Regions from separate parts of the Mus musculus genome. Here region 2 is linked to region 1. Evidence: chromatin contacts called from public Hi-C data. All regions are on one chromosome and are shown on one strand. The core of a region is the stretch at or near the end of the contact, and the rest is flanking DNA. Distances in the headings are between cores, read along the strand shown. Region 1 overlaps Prkce (protein kinase C, epsilon). Region 2 overlaps Prkce (protein kinase C, epsilon).

Evidence for each region. A called contact is a pair of places that touch in the nucleus more often than the background predicts.
Region 2: a Hi-C map of cerebral cortex shows a contact between it and region 1, with 1.7 times the contacts expected there. The contact joins two enhancer-like sites. A contact is called at or near these places in 1 of 15 datasets of contacts at CTCF or cohesin (the NIH/3T3 cell line), 3 of 484 Hi-C or Micro-C datasets (cerebral cortex, embryonic fibroblasts and embryonic stem cells) and 1 of 115 datasets of contacts at active chromatin or transcription factors (bone marrow-derived macrophages).

What each region holds. Positions count from the first base shown.
Region 1 is chr17:86,248,972-86,253,410 of GRCm38.p6, forward strand. The region is part of intron 1 of Prkce (protein kinase C, epsilon); the gene reads left to right. Among named protein-coding and RNA genes, the nearest start is that of Gm52296, 7.9 kb to the left of the region's middle. Within about 2 kb of position 1,305, at least 38 of the 459 cell types and tissues checked have an H3K27ac peak or open chromatin away from gene starts, as enhancers often do. A contact at or near this core is called in cerebral cortex, where this site is marked.
Region 2 is chr17:86,413,027-86,417,620 of GRCm38.p6, forward strand. The region is part of intron 2 of Prkce (protein kinase C, epsilon); the gene reads left to right. Among named protein-coding and RNA genes, the nearest start is that of Gm30284, 30 kb to the right of the region's middle. Within about 2 kb of position 3,210, at least 18 of the 459 cell types and tissues checked have an H3K27ac peak or open chromatin away from gene starts, as enhancers often do. A contact at or near this core is called in cerebral cortex, where this site is marked.

The DNA of each region.
Region 1 (4,439 bases), core at 55-2,554:
CCCTCCTCTGGCTCTGTGAGTCCTCAGGGAGTGCCACTCCCATGGGAACAAGTACTTCGGAGCTGTTTAGTTTGGTCAAGAGCATTGGGAGGGGCTGAAGGTGCGTGAGGTGACAGGGGTTGATTCTTGGTGACACAAGAGGGATTCTTGGCTCCCCGTGTGTTAGCTCTGACCACCGTGGATGAACCATTTCATCCCTGTGCGCCCCACCTTCACGCTCTGAGGGGACTCTGAGTCTGCAGTGGTGGCTGGCGCTCAGGTCACAGTAAGCAGAGACAGGGAGACGGAAGGGGAGAGGGAGAATTTACATACGTGTTTCTATTTTCATGTTATGAATGGGAAACTGAGGCTGGTAGAGACCAGTTCACTTTTCTAAGGTCAGAGAGCTCTGCGGTGTGACAAAAGGGAAGCAGATCTGTGTTTGTCAGGACCCGTTTTTTTTCTGTGACTGGATCACACTACCAAAAGCGCTTTCCCCCTGTGTTAGGGGAAACTAGAAGAAACCAGTGTGGGACAAGGCAAACACAGAGATGTCTCCTCCTGGAGGTTTTCCTGAATCCTCCTGCTCTGAGGCCTGCCCATTACTCTCACTTTGTTGGTCTGCACTGCAAGGATTCTAAGTTCCTCCCATTTTCTATCGTGTTGTGTGATTGCTTAAGCTCCTCCCATTTTCTGTCAGGTCCTGTGGTTGCTTAAGGGGGCAGGCTAGGCGGCACCCTCATTCCTACCACACTGCCAAGCTCCTGGAGAACGCAGAAGGCCAAACCCCTTTCTTCTCACTGTCCTGGACTTTGTCCTCCACCAAGAGGAGGGAAAGATGGGCCAGGGGGAGCATTAGGCAGTGGAGAGACCAGAACCTGCAGCCTCTGGTGCGGCCGAGATCCTGTGGAGCTAGAGAGGAAGAGTGGGTGACAGAAGTGTGCCACGCTGGCGAGGCAAGACCCACAGCTAGATCTTGGAAAACGGAAGCAACTAGGGTGGGACAGGAGCTCAACAAAGAGGAGTGTGGGTATTCAGAAAGCCAACTGCCACCTTCTCGGTGAAGGAAGTCGTCCTTCATTTAATGCTTCTGTCTGCTCTCAGAGACCTGGTCGTGAGAGTCTCTACCAGTACTCTGTGGGGGCCTGGACCGTTCCCTGAGGAAGCATGGTTCTGCCAGTGCTGCCAACTTAAGACCAAACGTTCCTCCTACACAGCTGTCTTCCACATGAAATCCTGCCGGGGAGGTGGGTGAGCCAGCCAGTGAGTGAGAATGAATTACCCGTGGCCCACGTCTTGGCTGGTGTACAGGCTGCCTGCTTGCTGGAGCTTTTCTTCCATCTCTTGGATAAATCAGGAGCTCGGAACACTCCTCGTGGAACCAGCCTGCCCTCCCCACCTGGCCTGTGACTGCTGCCAGGCCCAGAACGCTCTGTGCTTCTTTCTCGTCAGCGCTCACACATACATCACCTGTCCAAGTCCCACGTGGGCAGCCTGGGGGAGACAGGGCGGTAAGCAACGATCTCATCCACATGACAGGAGACCTAGAGTGGGGTAGATTTATCCAGGAGTCTGGGATTCTCCTGCTAGTGGCCTTGCAGAGGACTCTAGGCTCTGCTGTGACTTTCCTGGACAGCTGTCCCCTTCCCTCTGCTATGGAGATGTCTCCTGGGACCTGCCACCACTGGGGCCTCCCCCAGCCTGCTCGAGAACTCTCCTTGCTTCTTTTCTGACTACCTTTCTGACTGTCAGAGCAGCCTACCTTTGTTCTGGGCACCAACAGTCTCGCCATCTGGGATTCTGTGCATGTTTCCAAATGCTTTGTGGACATCATCCAACACCTCAGATTCAACAAAGCAAAGGACGAGCTTTTAGCCCACTGCTCACTCGAGTTTCCCCTCCTGTCTCCAGTTGCACTTGTTTGCCCAGCCTCTACTACTTGGACTCTGCAGCATCCCTTGGCCCTTTGCTCTGTCCCTTGATGACTATTGGTTGGTTCCCAGAAGCCTCAGTGTTGCCTGTTCACGGTCTTTTTTAAGAACCCTTTTCTTAGTATTTTAAGAAGTTCCTCTTACCTGGCCTTAGGACCACCCATCTCCCCTACCTCCAGCTTCATTCAACAACTGTTCACAAGGTTTATAGTACTAATTGTGTGAGTTAAAAAACATTAATTAATACAGATTTAATGGTGGGATTTTCTTACTCAAATCTCCAAGGTTGTCCCATATGGAGTTGGCTCAGCCTTTCTAATTCAGTGTCTCCAAACTCACAGATAAAGCAGACCTTGGCCAAAATTGCTTATTTGCTGTTCCACGTGTAAGCTTTGAGGCTCCTTTATGTGTGCCTTGGCCTTCCCTAAATGCCCCCCTTCCTCCTCATTTTCCTTAGAGGCATGCCTTCAAGGACTCCCCCCCCCTTATGTGTGATTGCCTGGATAAGGGAGATGATCTTTTAATCCTTTTATAAGTAATGGTTCTGATTTATACTTCTTGTTAACATTATGTGAATGTTGGGAAGTTGGGGTGAGGTTTTAAGAAAGCCTAAACTGTTGGCAATGAATCTTAGACGTTTGGTTAGTACACGGGGACTATATGTCATGTGTGCGTGCCCTTAGCTTAAGAGTTATATGTATTAAGTATATAACATCTCTTGCCGGCTTGTCATTTGCAAAGCCCTGGGCCTCATCTCTGACATGGGAGAAGAATGCAGGTAGGGAGGTTGGGGGTGGGGGTGCACACCTGTTTTCCCAACTGTTTGGGAGGAGGGGGGAGCCCACAAGTTCTAGATGAGTCTTGAACGGGGCTGCAAATCATGTTTCTAGAGACTTAAAGAGGTGAATGTTGACCGTCCTGCCCGTCTGTCACTTACATGGCTCCAATACAGTTGTTATTTCATGACTCTTCCAGCACCTCATACCATACCTCTGACTTGGTTGCTCATGTATTGTTTTTTTATGAAGCAAGTTAAGGGACTTTATTGGTCATGTAATGGTTCAGGGACAGATGGCAGCAGCGTAGGATCAACATGCTCAGAGGGCACGATGCTGCTGTCTTTGTCTAGACTCCTGAGACAGGGCTGGTTATACCCTCAGGTGACACCATCCCAGGTGGAAACAGAAGTGACTGTCACCAGCCCCACCCGTACATCCAACTATGAATCTCTAGGGAACACAGAATGATAAAGGAGTGTGTCTTTCCTGACAGCCAATAAAAGTCAATGGGTAGAACCATGGTACCCAGACGGTGTGTGAGACCCAGACTGTGCGTGGAGCTGAGTGTGGCCCTCATCTAACAGAGGGGAGGAAGCCATGGTACCCAGACTGTGTGTGGAGCTGAGTGTGGCCCTCATCTAACAGAGGGGAGGAACATAAACCCAGAAAAACAGATCATCCAAGGTCATCAGCAGAAGGACGTCCATGCTGTTTTAATTACTCTATGCTGCTCTGCTCAGTCAGTGTCTTTTTGTAGCTAAGTTACCAACCTGTTTTACAGTGTAGACACAGCTCTTACACTGTAGCGGCAGCTCTTACAGTGTAGCAGCAGCAAAGGCTGCAGAAAACACTGGTGTGTTCTCATTTTCCTCCTCCAGGTCCCTTTGGTGGCCTGAAGACTCAATGACCATTTCCTTCACATTCTGTTGCTTTCCATCTTCTTTAAGAACTTGATATGGATCTTAAAAGCATTGAGAGGTGAAAGGAGCACTTATGGCAGATTCCGTGTATACGAAAAGACAGTGATGAAGACGTGAGTGGCTGCCAGGATGGGGTGGGCCAGAGGTCAAAGGAAGATGGGGGAATCTCTTAGGTGACATTTTCTTTTCTATCTTGATTGTGGTAGTTATGACAAGACTACACATATTTATCCAAGTCTTTGGACCTGTACTCCACAGTGGGCCCATTTTATAGTGTGCAATTATACCCAGCGTTAACAGCCCAAGGGCTTGGCTGCCTCGGTGACAGTGGAACTGACACGTTAATGAACATCACAACTGTAGGATGCGATGGGCTGAAGCTTGGAGAAGCCGCTGTAATCTAATTTCCAAGAAACCACAGAGTATCAGAGCCATTCGAGGATAGGTTGTTTTTTCTTGGAAAGTGATTATGAATACGTCGGCAGCCCTTCCGAGGCTACCACCATCCTACCCCAAGCCATGATGCTGGACCACAACCCTCTTCCCTTGGGCTAGGTCAGAGGTGGAAGCTATCTGGGAAATGTAGCATCTGGAATCGAGGCAAAGGGATTAGGCACAGAGTGGTGTGGAGGAGCTCAGAGAGATAAAAGATTCAGGAGGCGGTTGCATACATAGATAGCCTCTACTCCTGCTATCAATGCTGCGTGATTAATGCTTCCCGGCCAGCTGAGGGATGGGAGGAGCTTGAAGAAGTCTGGCAAAGGAGGTGCCCAACACTCTCCTTTGTCATGTCCACCCCTGCCTATCGGTCCAACAGGTCATCCTACACT
Region 2 (4,594 bases), core at 1,960-4,459, 170 kb after region 1:
GAGACTTTCTTTGCTATGGCTGCCTGGAGGTTCCCACAAAGCTCTTTGACACTGCTTTTCCGTTCTTTCATTCACGGAAAGAAGGATGCTGTCCTGACGTGCAGTGTGCTCCTAAGATACAAGACTGTTGTTGCCTTCTGATTAAATGATCTTAAACAAACTTCTTCAAACTCTGGGTCTTGGCTGTTTCTCAAGGAAATGGGCACCATAGTGCCTACTGTGCATCTCTGAGCCAGCTCAGTGGGCTCACATTTGTTAAGTACTGAGAATAGAGTCTAGCACATATAGTAATAAATAAGACGCTTTGTCTACAGTGATCTTTCCTGTCTGCCCGTTTTTCTCTTTCTACAATTCTGTCTCAGCTCACCTTTTCTAGGCACCAGAGGGTGAAGATGATCACTCTACTTCAAGACAGCAAACCTCGGATTGTTCAGGTGAAGGGTGGTCAGAAGTAGGAACCCTGATCCTCGAGCACTTGGCCATGCGACGTGCAGAAGGGAAGAAATTTGTTGTTTCCAATTTCTCTCCATCTCCTTCAGTTTCCTAGGCTGATACTGATGGAGCTACTTTCTGGGCACTGGATGAAGGGAAATAAATGAATAAAGTAACCCTTCAGTGCTGAGAAGAAATAATGCCAAAGAGGGGCAGCCAGGCCCAGGGCTGTGTGGAGGAAGAGCAGTCTGGGAGCTAGGTATTGTTAGCCCCACATAAGAAAGTGGGGTGAAGCAACAGTGTCAACCAGACAGACCCTCCCTCCCCAGAGCTCCCAGGGACTGGACCATCAACCAAAGAGTACACATGGAGGGACCCATGGCTCCAGCCCCATATGTGGCAGAGGATGGCCTTGTTGGACATCAGTGGGAGGAGCGGCCCTTGGGCCTGAGGGTGTTCGATGCCCCAGTGTAGGGAAATGCCAGGGCAGGAAGACAGGAGGAGGTGGATGGGGGAGCACACTCATAGAGGCAGAGAGGGGGGATAGGATAGGGGGTTTCTGAAGGGGAGACCTAGATAGGGGAAAACAAATATCCAAGAAAAGAAAAGAAAAGAAAAGAAAAGAAGAGAAAAGAAAAGGAAAGGAAAGAAAAGAAAAGAAAGGAAAAGAAAAGAAAGTGAGATGAAGTGAAGTGACCAGTTCTTCCCCTCACTCCAGTGTACCTGGGATGTCACTTTCCTCCATGTTCCAGGAGCAGGGTTGTCATAGCTCATCAGAGCCAAGGCAGGTGGAGAGTCACCGTAGCTCTTGGCTACCAGGGCATCGTTCCTTCTCAAATGCACATGTGTATCCACTTGACCTTCAAGGGCAATAATGTGTGTGTGTGTGTGTGTGTGTGTGTGTGTGCGCGCAAGGATATGCGCGCGCACACACACACACTCGCGCATATCCTTGGCCACAGGTCCCACTCTTTTAACAGCTTCTTTTGTTGCTGGTGCTGCTCTCTGTGAACCTGGCCCAATTCTCCAACGTCTAGAGGACAAATTGGTACGGACAATCTGTCTCTCCCACTAAGTGTGATCACCATTCCTATAGGATGTCTCTGCTTTTCTTCTCAGATTCCCAGGTTTTTCAGCAGTAGACAGACTGGGGGTGAGTGGGGAGACAAGCTGGGGCTAATGATATCTCACCGGAGTAGCTGGAAGGGCCTCTCCGTGACATTGCTTCATCTTTTAGATGTAGGGAGAATTAGCCCCTGGGGTGAGCAGAAACACAGCAAGAGGAAAGCAGGCGGCTGTGTGGCAGGGAGACTCCTTCCTGATCAGTGTTCATCTGCTCGGGCAGCTTCTACTTAGACTCTGATCTCTGTGTCCAATCGATTGGCCACTCTTTGTGCCACGTAAACATGCGTGACTGAGCCTTGACCTTGAAGCCAGCCGGCCATGGAGACTTCTGTCTTTTACTGTCTTTTTGAACCTAGGAAAAAAAGAATGGTGGGTAGAAAACAGCTTAAAATAATGTTACCATCAGGAACCTACCTCTTTGCATTAAATTCTGCACTTATTAATAATAAAATGGTGCCCTACCCATCATTTGTGGATTGTTTGATGTTTTGCAAAGCACTTACATAGTCATTATCTTATTTGATTCTCAAAAAATACAATTATGGAGATAAAAGATTATTGTTTCCAGGAAACTGAGTCTCAGGCTGGCTTATGCACTAGCCAGAGATCACAAGGTAGCAGGCAAGAGACCTGGGATGCCTGCTCTTTCTTCTTACTAGAGTTAATATTGACAGCTTGATAGGCTTGTCCACAGAGCAGCAATATTTGCCTGGTTCTAGACACTATGACGTAATGTTAAGATGCTTAAGGTGTGGTCAGTCTATAAATAGCTGGATGTCATGATCAAGGTAATCTTGAGGATGGTTCCATTGCTCTTAAATACATGGTTAGGAAAGCTCCAACCTGCTGAAGGGGTCTGAAGCCCCATAGGAGGAACATCAATATGAACTAACCAGTACCCACAGAGCTCCTTGGAACTAAACCACCAATCAAAGAAAACACATGGTGGGACTCATGGCTCTAGCTATATATGTAGCAGAGGATGGCCTAGTCGGTCATCAATGGGAGGAGAGGCCCTTGGTCCTGTGAAGGTTCTATGCCCCAGTATAGAGGACTGCCAGGGCCAGGAATGGGAGTGGGTGAGTTGAGGAGCAGGGGGGCGGATTTTCAGGGGGGAAACTAGGAAAGGGGATAACATTTGAAATGTAAATAAAGAAAATATATAATGATAATAATAATAATAATAAAAGAATGTTCCAACATTTCAAAGGAGGTTAAAATAGCAAAACCAATGAAAGTCAGCAAGAACAAACCTAGGCAAATGAACTAGAATGTGTGCTTTACTCATCCTCTGCCTCTTCTGTCTTCCCTGCCTCCCTCTCTATTTCTCTCTCTCTCTCTACACACACACACACACACACACACACACACACATGCGCGCGTGCAACTTACATTTTCCTGTAAGGTTCGCATCTCGTTCTGAGATAGGTCGTCCAGGGAGGAGTCCGTAGGACAGTGTTTGTGGGACTTGCTCTGTGAGTGTCAGCCCTACCTGTCTCCCACCTTTGGACAGGTTTCCCAAGCCACTGCCTGTGACAAGGTGAGACAGACAACATAACCAACCACAACTTAATTCTCCTCAAACCTGATTTAGGCTCTAATTCTACATGCTGCTTGGGGTTGCCATGGAGACCGTCTGCTGCACTTTCCCTTAAATAGAATCAGAATCACACTTCTGCCTGTGTGCAAGGTAGAGGTGACAGGATGGCACTTCTGTCTGTATAAGGGCCTTTCCAGTAAACTTGGCCCCAGATGAGTGGCCAGGAGTGTGTGCGCAGGGCACGGGAACCCTCACTCCATGGCTGGAACCAAAGCAAAACAAAAGAAGTGTGTTCCCTGTGTTAATGTTTCTGAGGATATATATCGTTGTTAAATTGTTTTTAAAGGATTGTCATATACAGCTAGAACTTCACTGTAAGTCTCTGAAGTCACTGCCCTGGCTTCATGGAGAATCCTACACTAGATTTCATATCCAGTGGGGAGACACATGTTCAAATGCTCTTCCTTTGTCTTACATTGGATGCAATCTGGGTAGCAGCAAAAAAGAGAAAACCTTCCCAAGGTAGGCCAGGGTGCAAAGCGTGGTCCATCTGCTTATATAAGCTAGGGTTCTTTAAGTAGGTTTCCCAAGATATCAAAGACAGGATGCATCCCACACTGGTTCTGTCATAAACAGACTACAGTGAGAAGGTCCTGAGAGAAAGGGGGCTAAGGGGTGCTGGAGGCATGTGGAAAGGAACCAGGGCAAGCGTGGAAAGCACTGCCATGCTTCTCAGTAGGTGAGCCGGACTGACTGCAGGGAATGGCTTCTGTGTGAACAGATGTGTTCAGCCCTGGGAAGGCAACAGGATTCCACCTGAGAGAGGCACTGCCTGTCAGCCTTTACAGCCTCAATAGCTTTTTCTTTTAAAGGTTTTATAGTCTGGAATTCAGGGGAGGTGCTTACCCATGGACATTAAGAAGAAATGAGTAATTTCTCTTAAAATAAAAAGGTGTAGGGTGGGAACCTTCTCGTCTTACAAGCACCTTGTCCGGCCCCACCACTGCATGCAGCCTGGCCACCGTCCTACTAGGAATAGGTGAGTTCATTGAGACTGGGAGTCATGGAGCAGAGACTGCGAAGGCAACACTCCGTGAGCATTTGACCTGCTCAGAAGCACCATATGACGCTCTCGGAACCACGATGAACCTCTTGAGAAAGTGGGATGTCAGCTCTCGTGTGGTTTGAAGCATTCTCTGGAGGCCATGACACTGGAGTGTATGTGGTCCCTGCTTCCTCCCAACCATGGAGGCAAAACTGTTTGCAACACGTAGACTTTGTTAGTCTTGCCTGCCGTGATTAAATTACCTACTTTAGGCTCATTCTTCGGGACCCTAGATTCCTCTAGCCTGTGGTTCTCAACCCTCCTAATGCTGCGGCCTTTTAATACAGTTCTTCGTGTTGTGGTGACTCCCAACCACAACATTATCTCATTGCTACTTCATACTGTAATCTTGCTACTGTTATGAATCATAATATAAATATCTGATATGTGAC